Linked DNA regions of Bos taurus: region 1 is linked to region 2. Evidence: chromatin contacts called from public Hi-C data. All regions are on one chromosome and are shown on one strand. The core of a region is the stretch at or near the end of the contact, and the rest is flanking DNA. Distances in the headings are between cores, read along the strand shown. Region 1 holds the start of GM2A (ganglioside GM2 activator). Region 2 overlaps CCDC69 (coiled-coil domain containing 69).

Region 1 (5,631 bases), core at 1,604-4,103, 63 kb after region 2:
GAAGGCATGACACAGCTGCAATCTCCACTACACAGGGGAGGAGGAGGTTACTAGTTGCAGTGGGCATGACATCAAAAGGGCTCCTTGGATGCCAGGGGGACTTGTAACTCACTTCTCCCACAGCTCTTTTGGTACACAATCCTTGCAGGCAGTCACTGTTTCCCATGAATGATTGAACATGCTGGAGTTGTTCTGGTTAGAGGGCTAAAAACATTATTATCTTGATCACACAGGCTTCCTAGGTGGCTCATTGGTAAAGAATCCGCCTGCCAATGCAGGAGAGGAAGGAGACATGGGTTTGAATCCACTCCAGTATCCTTGCCTGGAAAATCCCATGGACAGAGAAGCCTGGTGGGCTTCAGTCCATGGGGTTGCAAAGAGTCGGACACAACTGAGCATGAACATGCATACCAGCTGATCATGCAGGTAACTGTTGATTAAACTTTCACCTTATATACATATATATATATATATATATATAAGGGAATATTACTTAGCTATTAAAAAACAACCATTTGAGGCAACATAAATGAACCTAGAGATTGTCATACTGAGTGAAGTAAGTCAGACAGAAAAAGAGAAATATCTCATGATATCCATTATATGCAAAATCTAAAAAAAAAATGATACAAATGAACATATTTACCAAACAGAAACAGACTCATGACTTAGAGAAAGAACTTATTGTTACAGGGACTGGTGTGGATAGTTTGGAACTTACATGTACACATTGCTATATTTAAAATGGATAATCAACAAGGACCTACTGTACAGTACAGGGGAACTCTGCTTAATACTCTGTTATAATCTAAATGGGAAAAAATTTTGAAAAGGAGCGGATACAATATATGTAAAACTGAATTACTCTGCTTTACTCCTGAAGCTATCATAATATTGCTAATCAACTTTACTCCAAAATAAAATTAAAAACTTTTAAAATGAAATAATTTTCACTTTAGGAAGGGGAGATAATCATGCAGATAATATAAGGGTGAGGCAGGGCCAGATCGGGCAGGGGATATACAGAAGCAAGAGAGGAGCCATCGTATGGGGCCTGACCATACAAGTGGATAATAGGGTAGTGGGGCCTTGACAGGTGCAAAGAGGAAGCAGGAACGCTGCTGGAAGAGAGTTGTACAGCCCCCTTGTGGCTTCCCAGTGAGGCTCCAGGTCATCCACCACCTACACGTCCACCAAGGAGCACAGTCCCAAGGACACGTCTTATACCTCTTTGAGAACAGCTTCAGGAGAAGTGTGTTCTAGTTTTGTTCCTGCTATGTGACATTGGGAGCTTCCCCAGTGGCCCAGTGGTTAAGAATCTGCCTGCAATGCAGGAATTGCAGGAGACTCGGGTTTGATCCTTGGGTTGGGAAGATCCCCTGAAGGAGGCATGGCATGGCATGACATACCATACCTTGGCATGGCAACACACTCCAGTATTCTTGCCTGGAAAATCCCAGGGACAGAGGAGCCTGGCGGGCTACATACAGTCCACAGGGTCGCAAAAAGTCGGACGCAACTGAAGTGGCTTAGAATACATGCATGTGACATTAGACAAGGCCTCTCACTCAGGGGGCCTGAAATTGCACTTATGTATAATGAAGAGGTTGTGCTAGATGAGAGAGGGAAGGGGTTATCAGAATGGGAGGAAGATGTGCAATCACAAAAACATATTAAAAGATTAGGTGAAATCTGGAGCTTAGTTAATACATCAATGCGAGTTCTTAGTTTTTATAAAAAATACCCTTATATCTTAATGTTAACAATAGGGAAAACTAGGAGAGAGTTTTGTGGTTATTTTGGCAACTTTTCTGTAACATAAATTAATTCCAAAATAAAATATTTCTTTTAAAAGATGATTGCTGCTGCTGCTGCTAAGTCACTTCAGTCATGTCCGACTCTGTGTGACCCCACAGACAGCAGCCCACCAGGCTCCCCCATCCCTGGGATTCTCCAGGCAAGAACACTGGAGTGGGTTGCCATTTCCTTCTCCAAAAGATGATTAGGTTGTTTTAAATTCTATTCATGCGTTCATTTATTCAATAAAGATTGATTGCCTATTATGTGTCAGGCACTGGGTACACATTACTGGTGACCATAAGCCACGGTTTTACCCCCTGTGGGGTTTACAATCTAGTAGTAATTTGGCAGGAATAGTATACCCACTGCTTTTTAAAAATATCGAACCTGAACTACAAAGTGTACTAGCTTAAGGAAATCTTGGCTGATGAGACATATATAAGCAGAATCCTTGCTCTATCAGTTCTTAGTCATGTGAGCTTGGCAAAGCTAACTTACCATATCGTGTATGTTTCTTCAGTGGTAAAATGGAGCAAAAAAATAGAGTCCCTATTTTACAGTGCTTGGCATGCATTAAAGCACTTAATAAATTGTTAGTTATCATTATAATAATTATTAAAAAGACAGTGATTTGTAACGCGGCTATGGGGAAGCGTAGTATAGACAGGGAACAAGACATTTTTGTCAAGAAAGACTTGGATGTGAAAATATGATGGTGCTTCCAGCAGTGAGTGACGGTAACAGCGGTGAGTTCAGAAGCAAAAACCCCGCCCCTCCCTCGCACTCTGGCCCATCCCAGTCAAGTTTCGTCCCTCCCTCGAGTTCCCTCCCCGGTCGCGCACTCATTCCCCGCCCCCGCCCCGCCCCCGCCCCGCCCCCGCCCCTTCCCTTTCTTCTTCAGGCACCGCCTTCATCCTCCGAAGGCGAGGCCTGACGCCCACGCGTGAAGCGAGGGTCTAAACGAGGAACCTCTAGGGGGTGGGGCCGGGAGAGCTCTGTCCAATCCCCGGCCCCGAAATCGCAGATCCGGAGGGGGCGGGGCACAGTGGGAAGTGGCCTCATTCAGCTTTGCATAGCAATGCACAGCTTTGCATAGCAATGCACAGCTTTGCATAACAAACACGGGCAGGTATTTAACAGAGTCGTCGCCTCCACGAAACTGCAGTTAACCAGGCGAGGACCCACCCTTTACGATGAGCCCCCTGTTGCAGGCTCCCTTCCTGGTCTCCCTGGGCTTGCTTCTTGCCGGCCCAGCGCTTCCTGCACGCATTCTCCAGAACCGGGTGAGTGCTCTCTCCTTTAGGAGGCTGCTGCTAGCATCCCTGCCGAGCTCGGGCTGTGCGGCTTAGGGTGGGATAAGGAGGTAGCCTCTCCGGTCTCTAGAATTACTTTTTTGCAGTAGAACTTCCCAAAGTCACTAATCGTGGGACTCTGAGTGGGTTCTTTTCTCTCAGCGCGTTTCATTTGGATTTTGGTTTCCCTATCTGGACAGAAGGCGGGCTGTAAGGCCTTGCTCTGCTCCAAATTGTTTTGGAAGGATTAATCTCACTCTCTCCTGTACTCTCCTGTCCTCTTTCCAAATGTCTGAGTGAAGTTTTGTAGAATTGCAAGACCAGTTCTCTACTCCCAGGCCCAGAGACTTAGCCCCATTTACTTGTCCCCTCTTTTACCCCGTGAGAAGGCCTGGCACCCAACTGCTCCCCTCTGTACTTCTCTGAGGCGCTGCCTGTTCTGGTGGGTGGCTGGTTCTGAGAGGCTCTTCAGGCCAGAAGGTCCAGACTTGCTCCTCTGGCAACAAAGCTGCGGCCCCACTCCTGGGTGTGAGTCATGGAGAGGGTCCAACCTACAAATTTCCCCCTTGTCATCTCAGTCACTGTGCTCCAGATCCTTGGGAAAGGGAAGTTCTGTCATTCTGAGTAGAGAAGCCTAATTCCCTGGCCTCTGCTGCACAGCTAGGGGTCAGACACTTGCAGATCCTTGGGAAAGGGAAGTTCTGTCATTCTGAGTAGAGAAGCCTAATTCCATGGCCTCTGCTGCACAGCTAAGGGTCAGATACTTGATATCTTTGGCAGCAAAGAGAGAGTCCTACCCTAGGTACCCTCCCGCCAACCAGCTTGCAAATGTTTGTCAGAGCCAGGAATAGGGAGGTATAGGGGAAAGAGGAATAGGACTAGGAGACTTGGCTTCTGATCCCTCCTCTGTCTCTAATCCATGGGCGTGGCGTTTGGGCTCCTTAAGCCTTGGTCTCCTCATCTGTAAAATGGGCTTGATAACACCAGCCTGCCTTTATCAGTGGTTGTGGATGAAGGGAAATGCTTCCCTGGATGGAAAAGCTCTTAAATCTTAAACTTAGGAAGTGATAGAAGCCAGTATGCTCAGTCTCACCCTCCCTAAGGGCAAAGAGTCTATTTTGCCAATTGAATGGAGGAGCAAAGAGCTCTTGGCTTTATTGTCCCAGAGAATTCACAGTTAGTCCCTGAGTGTAGGTTGCGAATGTTTCTCTGGGCTCCAGATCTGACTACTATGGGGTGGAATCTAGCTAAGGCTGGAACTTTCCCTGTGTTCCTGCTCTCCTGCATATCTTGGGTGTGGATGCCATCCCAGACCAGAGTGTCTTAGGTTGGCAGTTTTGGAGAGGCCATGAGACATCAGGGAGTTAACCCACCTTACTCAGCCCCAGGGAGAATGGTGCTCATCTGAGATTCCACAGTAATGGGTACTTCTTTCCATCCTTGTCTTCTATTGTCTGGGTTTTCTCCGGGCTCATGTGATTTGGAACCCTGACCCTGAGACCCTGGGCCACAGGAAGGCTTGAGGTGACAGTGAGCAGTGAGCATGAGGAAACTAGACTGAGTTCCAGTTCCTCTTCTAGCATTAAGTGGGTCTCATGGCCCTAGGCTGTGGTGAGCCTTAGATAACAGGGGAGAATGTCTTGCCCCAGATTGGGCATACAATAGGTGCTTAATAGACACTCTGATACTGTTGATATCATTTACTGTGCACACACTATGTGCTGTGTGTTGATCCATGTGCTTTTTTTCCCCTGATAAGCTTACTTTAGGGGAATAATTATAGACATACAGAAAAGTTGCAAAGAAAGTATAGAATTCCCACATACCCCTCACTTGGTTTACCCTGTTAGCATCTTTTTACCACCATGGGGCTTCCCCAGTGGCTCAGTGGTAAAGAAACCACCTGTCAATGCAGGAGACTCAGGTTTGATCCCTAGGTCAGGAAGGTCCTCTGGAGGAGGGCACGGCAACCCACTCCAGTATTCTTGCCTGGAGAATCCCATGGACAGAGGAGCCCGGCAGGCTACAGTCCATGGGGTCGCAGAGTCGGACACAACTGAAGCGATTTAGCACGCACGTACACATCCATTGGAATTCCCTGGTGGCTCAGACGGTAAAGAGTCTGCCTACAGTGCAGGAGACCTGGGTTCAATCCCTGGGTCGGGAAGATCCCCTGGAGAAGGAAATGGCAACCCACTCCAGTATTTTTGCCTGGAAAACCCTATGGACGGAGAAGCCTGGTAGGCTACAGTCCATGGGGTCGAAAAGAGTCAGACACGACTGCGCGACTTCACTTTCACACAAGCATTACCATGGTACATTTGTCAAGACGAGAAACCAACAGAGGTACGTTCACACTAGCTCAACTTTCAGACTTCCATTTGGATTTTACCAGTTTTCCCACTGATGTCCTCTTCCGGTTCTGGGATCCAGTCTGGGGCACCACGTTGCATGCTGTCCTGTCGCTCCAGCCTCCTCTGGTCTGTGACAGTTTCTCAGTCGTGTGTTTTCACGGCTGTGACAGTGTTGAGGAGTTGGG
Region 2 (6,319 bases), core at 2,851-5,350:
GTAGCTCTATTTTTAGTTTTTTTTTAAGGAACCTCCATACTGTTTTCCATAGTGGCTGCACCAATTTACCTTCCCACCAACACTGTAGAAGGGTTCTCTTTTATCCACACCCTCTCCAGCATTCGTTTGTAGACTTTTTGATGATGGCCTTTCGGACTGGTGTGAGGTGATTTCTTATCATAGATTTGGTTTGCATTTTGCTAATAATTAATGATGTTGAGCATCTTTTCATGTGCTTTTTGGCCATTTTTATGTCTTCTTTGGAGAAATGTCTGTTTACATCTTCTGCCCATTTTTTGATTTAAAAAAATATATATAATTATAACATTATTGAGCTGCATGAGCTGTTTGTAAATTTTGGAGATTAATCCCTTGTTGGTCCCATTGTTTGCAAATATTTTCTCCCATCTTGTGGGTTGTCTTTGAATTTTGTTTATGGTTTCCTTTGCTGTGCAAAAGCTTTTGAGTTTAATTAGGTCCGGTTTGTTTGTTTTTGCTTTTCTGTTACTCTAGGAGACAGATCAAAAAAGATCTTGCTGTGATTTATCTCAAAGAGTGTTCTGCCTATGTTTTCCTCTAAGAGTTTTTTATAGTTTTGGTCTTATATTTAGGTCTTTAATCCATTCGAGTTTATTTTTGTGTACGGTGTTAGAGAATGTCCTAATTTCATCCTTTTACATGTAGCTGTCCAGTGCAACCAGCAGCACTTACTGAAGTGACTATCTTTTCTTCATTGTATAATCTTACCTCCTTTGTCATGGATTAATTGACCATAGGTGCGTAGGCTTCTTTTGAGGCTTTATATCCTCCAAGGGCTTTTTTCTAGTTCCAGAGAGCTGGGGCTACTCTCTAGTTTCTGTGTGCACGTGGTAATTCCACCAGCAGCGTATCTGCTCGAGGCAGCAAATACTGCCTGTAGGGAGAAATGTGGCAGTGGTAAGGCCAAGAAGAATGACCTGTCGGTGCTTGGATGCCAGGCTGGAGACATCCTTCTGTCAAGGACTCCATCACAGGGAAGGCAGGAATAAAGGCAAAATTGGTCCCACAGCGTTGCCCCTTTGAGTCCAGGGGAAAATTGGGCAGAGGCTGGGAAATAAAAACAGTTCAGATTTGTCCTCTCTCGATTGAGTCTCTTAAAATAAGATTTCCTGGGACTCTGCCTCTTTTGGCAGATGGAGGTATTCAGAGGGCATTTGCTGGCCTGAACAAAGGGACACAAGCAAGAAGCCAAGAAGGGCAAAGGGATTTGTGAAATTCCGTTTGCAAAGTGTGGGCAAGGTCAATGATGGTGGTGGGGAGGGGAGTGGTAGATGGACCAATTAGAAGCTGTACTTGAGGCCAGTGGGATAGGAGAGCTGGTCAAACTGTGGGTGGGGAGAATTCCCTGGCCATCCAGTGGTTAGGACACCGTGTGTGTTGGGTTCATCTCTGGCCAGGAAATTAAGATCTTGCAAGCCATGGTGGGTAGGGCCAGAGACCAATACAAATCCCGACAGCTTGACTGGGGACGAGGGGAAGACTGAGTGGGTGGAGTGATAAAAGCTGGGGAAGGGGACTGTCAGCTGAACAAATGCTGCTCACTAGGTGTCTCAGCTCTTGCCCATTTCCTGCCCACCCAAGCTAGCACCCCAGAATGAAGCCAGCACAGTCAGTTCAGCTGAGAGACTCCGTGGGTACAGACACAGGGAAATACAGCTGCTGGGCTCTGCACTGCCAGGACAGCATGAATGCAGAAGGAGAGGGCCACCAGGGAAAGACCTGCGTCTTCACAAGGGCCCTGGAGTCAGGGTCTCCAAGAACCTCAACTCAGAAAGTCCTTCACACCTGCCTTAAGTATCTCTTCTTAGACCCACCTGTAAACTGAGGGAGCTGCACTAGCGGTTCTCTAAGATCCTTCTTGTGACATTCTGGGATTTATGGTTAGTTTCACGTGGAACGGGGGAGTCAGGGTCCACCTTTGTCCAACAGAGGAAAGAGGTGACTCTTCTAGACTCAACGGTGTCTCTCTCTTACTCAATTCCAACCGTAACAGTAACGATGATCCAGTTTAGAAGGTCTTGACCATGACTATCAGCATCACTTGGGAGGCTGTTAAAAACAGATTCTTAGACCCCCCCTGCCATTAAGTCTGGACAGATTCTAGAAGCCTAACAAGTCCTATAGGTGATTTCAATCTTCAGGAAGATTTGATAAGCAGTGTGTCTCAACTATAGCTGCACAGTAGGGTCACCTGGGGAGTTTTCTTTTTAATATTTTTTATTGATTTATTATTTTGCTGTGCCAGGTCCTAGTTGCGGCACACAGGATCTTCTGTCTTCATTGCTGCATGTGAACTCTTAGTTACAGCATGCGGGATCTAGTTCCCTGAACAGAGATCGAACCTGGGCTCCTGCATTGGAAGCATGGAGTCTTAGCCACTGGATCACTAGGGAAGTCCCCAACTGGGGAACTTTAAAACTACTGGCACTAAATCCTCACCTCAAGCCATGTTCCAATGGGTTTGGTCTGGAGGTGGGGCCCAGGAATTGGTTATCTTACAAGCACCTCAGTGACTCTACTGTGCAGCCAAAGTTAAGAAATCTATGCATTTGTCTACCTCTGAGCTGCTTCACCCAATACAGAAGGCTTTTAACAGATGTGGCTATTTAAATCCAAATTAACTAAAAGCTTAAAATCCTGTTCCCAAGTTGCACTAGCTACATTTGAAGAGCCCTATAGCTACATGTGACTGCTGCTGCTAAGTCACTTCAGTCGTGTCCGACTCTGTGCAACCCCATAGACGGCAGCCCACCAGGCTCCCCCGTCCCTGGGATTCTCCAGGCAAGAACACTGGAATGGGTTGCCATTTCCTTCTCCAATGGATGAAAGTGAAAAGTCAAAGTGAAGTCACTCAGTCGTGTCCGACTCTTAGGGACCCCATGGACTGCAGCCTACCAGGTTCCTCTGTCCATGGGATTTTCCAGGCAAGAGTACTGGAGTGGGGTGCCATTGCCTTCTCCGCTACATGTGACTAGTGGTTACATATTCAGCAACACAGATGCCAGTGCAGAAAGTTCTATTGGTAGCACTGCTCTAGAAAACTGGTCCCCAGATATTCAGAATTCCTACTCACTGCACCATGATGTACCGAAGAATCTGATTTGAGATTGTGTTGCTCAGAGTACCATGAAAGAGTTTGACGAATGTTTGCCTCCCACAGGCCTGGCGTCTCATATCCAGTATCTCATTTGCTTCTTATCAGCTCTGCAAAATAGGCCAGAGTAGGATTATTGCTTCCACTTGATAAACAACCAAGGCTCACAGGAAGAAAGGGATTTGTTTAAGGTCCCACAGCTAGCAGGTGGCAAGGTTAGGAATCAAATCAGAAACCTGGACTTCTAGTTCAGTACTTCCAGTGATGTTTTTCACAAAGGGCCCTTTAGAGACCAACTGGTATGAACACCGTCATTGTATAAACGAAAACACTAAGATCAGAAAGGGAGGGAGACTGCAGATGCACAGCAAACTGATGACAAACTGAAACTGGTAAACTGGTTTTTAGTCTTCAGTGCAGGACCCCATATAAGAGAGCAAGGAGCATGGAGAATGGGGATGGGGAGGAAAAGCGGGATTTCAAGTCCCCACCAGGGACCTCCTGCTTGTAGGTAGTGGTAGAACATCAGGAAGCTAGAAGTCAGGCAAGCTCATTCTCTCCTTCCAGACCCAGAGGAGCTCTTCTTCATCCTCAGGGAGGATTATATGAGATGGCACAGCTGTGCAGCTATTGGCCAGTTCTGCTTCCCTGTCAGATGAGCAACCCCCTGGCCTAGGGGACACTGCATTCAGTTCCCCACTTTAGAGGTGGCAGTGGATGGGACCAATGTCTCCCTCTGTTAAAGTTTCATTTTCATAATTTTTAATTGGAGTATGGTTAGTATATGACATGTTAAAAGCGTACAACATAGTGAATCAAAACTTTTACATATTGTACTCCATTTACAGCTATTATAAGACCATGTGATGCTGTTAGAGCAGGTGCCACAGTGGCCACTGCTGCCCCACCTGGACCACACACACTCCAGGCCCACGGGTCGCCTCTGCATCCCTAGACGCTCTGTTCCCAGATCCTGGCTGTCCTAGACCCAGTGCCAGGCTGTGGTGTGGACTGAGTGGGGCCGGGCATTCGCTCAGATCGGTGAGGTGGTTGTTGCTAGGGCAGACCTCTCTGCCCTGTCTATTGACAGGTCAGCACCCATGTACTCCTCATGAGTGGAGTCTAGGCTCTGCCAGCATTTCTGTCAGTCCCACTGGTTCTCCAGGCAGCCACAAAGGCTTGTCCCTTCTGTGTGGGACCCTAGGACTGGAACGTCCAGTCTGTGGCTCCACCCGCTCACTCCCCAGGATGAGTGTCCACTCGTGTGATCAGATTTCCTTCTCAGTCCCCTCCCAGGGTCACAGGTGCTCACCCAGTGCTTTTCTTCCCGTCCTACCTGATTCTGTGGGAATCTTTTCGTAGCCTTGGTTACACAGGAACTCTTCCAGTTTCCAGATAGAATTCTGAGAGGCTTATTGCACACGTAGATGTGTTTTTGGTGTGTTTGTGGGGGGAGGTGAGCTCTATGTCCTCATACCCAGCTATTTTGTTCAGGCTCCAACTCAGATCTTTATTCCAACCATTCTAACAATCAGTTCAACATGTGTGTACCCATGTCTCTCCCCTTCTCTCCATGGCAGACCCTTCTTTCTCCCCTAAACCCGCCATCCGAGCTTCAGCGATCTTGGTACAGAAGAGTGCGACAAAACCCATTCCAGGAAGTACCGAGTTACCTTATGTCTCTCCTCCACTGGGGAGGAGCCCTCAGCTTCTCTCCAGGGACCTGAACAGCTTATCTTTGTCCACAGACACCTGGCCTTTCAGGTGCTCTGATACTGACGTGTGACGGTGGCCACGTCACTATTCTCTCACTGTGCCTCTTACCTGCCCACCATGCCCCATGCAGAGACAGCACATGGGGCAGCTGATAGACAGTAAAATTTTGTCCCTGCAGCTGGGCCCACCCCCTGATGTCAGCGCCAGGCCCACAGCGATACACGATGTGCTAGGAGAGCCAGGTGGGATGCAGGGAGCACCCTCTGTGTGGAAAAGACCTAGGCCAGGGATGCTGCCATTGATACCTGCCAGGCCAGGAACCCCAGGGTGTGGGGACAGCTACCACCCATGTCCTTGTGTCCCCCTGCACCCTGACCCCTGGCATCCAGGTGTAGAGCAGCGGGTAGAAGCAGGGGTAGGTAACTGTGTGAACCTTGGTGGTTTTGATGCCAAGGCTGCTACTGCTGCTAAGTCGCTTCAGTCGTATCAGACTGTGTGTGACCCATAGACAGCAGCCCACCAGGCTTCCCGTCCCTGGGATTCTCCAGGCAAGAACACTGGAGTGGGTTGCCATTTCCTTCTCCAATGGATGAAAGTGAAAAGTGAAAGTGAATTCGCTCAGTCGTGTCCGACTCTTAGCGACCCCATGGACTGCAGCCTACCAGGCTCCTCCGTCCATGGGATTTTCTAGGAGGTGCCCCTAAAAAGCAGAAAGAACCTTCACCATCACCCTTACACTCTGCCAGCCCATCAGTGCTTTCACTTCTTGTTTCAGCCTCAGGGCCTCACTCCAAGCCTTGGCCTATTCTGACAGGCAGCATTTGAGCCAGCCTTTACTCCAGCCTCAGCCCCAACACCAAGCCTGGGTAAGGCCAGGGCCCATGGGATGCCAGTTCCTGAGAAGTCCAGAACTGCTGGTGAGTCCCTCAGCTCCCAAGACTTACTCAGCAAGGAATGCTGCCCCCAGCAGAGGCTTTGTGTAAAGACCCACTTCCTCTCTCTCCCAGGAAAGCAAGGCCAGATGAATGCAGTATCACGTGTTCTTTTTATTTTCCATAGCTTGCCTGCCCCAGGGTGAAGGTATGACCACAGCTCACCTCTTCACAGCCACCACAGGCTACACGAGGGAAACCCCACCTCCCTCAACCTGCCCCTTCTCCAGCCTGGCCCGGCCCTTCTCAATTAGAACAATGTTTTCTAATTTGCATTCTGCAGCCTGAAGAGCTCAGGTTGGGGGAGAAACTTGGTTAAAGATGTTTAAGAGACGCTGGATTCTTGGCTCCTTCTTTGTGAATTTGCAATGCACATTAGCATATTAAAGGATCTGAAAAGTCCTGCAGTTTGCAGAGCTGTGTAACTTGAGTGAACCTGTGTGGTTAGTTGCTCAGTCATGTCTGACTATTTGCGACCCCATGGACTCTAGCCTGGCAGGCTCCTCTCTATGGGATTCTCCAGCCAAGAATACTGGTG

What was found. A called contact is a pair of places that touch in the nucleus more often than the background predicts.
Region 1: a contact with region 2 is called in a Hi-C map of skin fibroblasts, with 2.2 times the contacts expected there. The contact joins the promoter of GM2A here to the enhancer-like site in region 2. A contact is called at or near these places in 4 of 11 Hi-C or Micro-C datasets (liver, skeletal muscle, skin fibroblasts and 1 more).

Annotation. Positions count from the first base shown.
Region 1 is chr7:62,493,094-62,498,724 of ARS-UCD2.0, forward strand. It overlaps GM2A (ganglioside GM2 activator), which reads left to right and starts at 2,854. Exons shown (of 4, transcript NM_001205547.3): 1 at 2,854-3,083. The coding sequence starts at 2,994.
Region 2 is chr7:62,428,616-62,434,934 of ARS-UCD2.0, forward strand. CCDC69 (coiled-coil domain containing 69) reads right to left here. Exons shown (of 9, transcript NM_001206624.1): 9 at 5,876-6,319. Among named protein-coding and RNA genes, the nearest start is that of ANXA6, 27 kb to the left of the region's middle. Within about 2 kb of position 4,101, at least 1 of the 102 cell types and tissues checked has an H3K27ac peak or open chromatin away from gene starts, as enhancers often do. A contact at or near this core is called in skin fibroblasts, where this site is marked.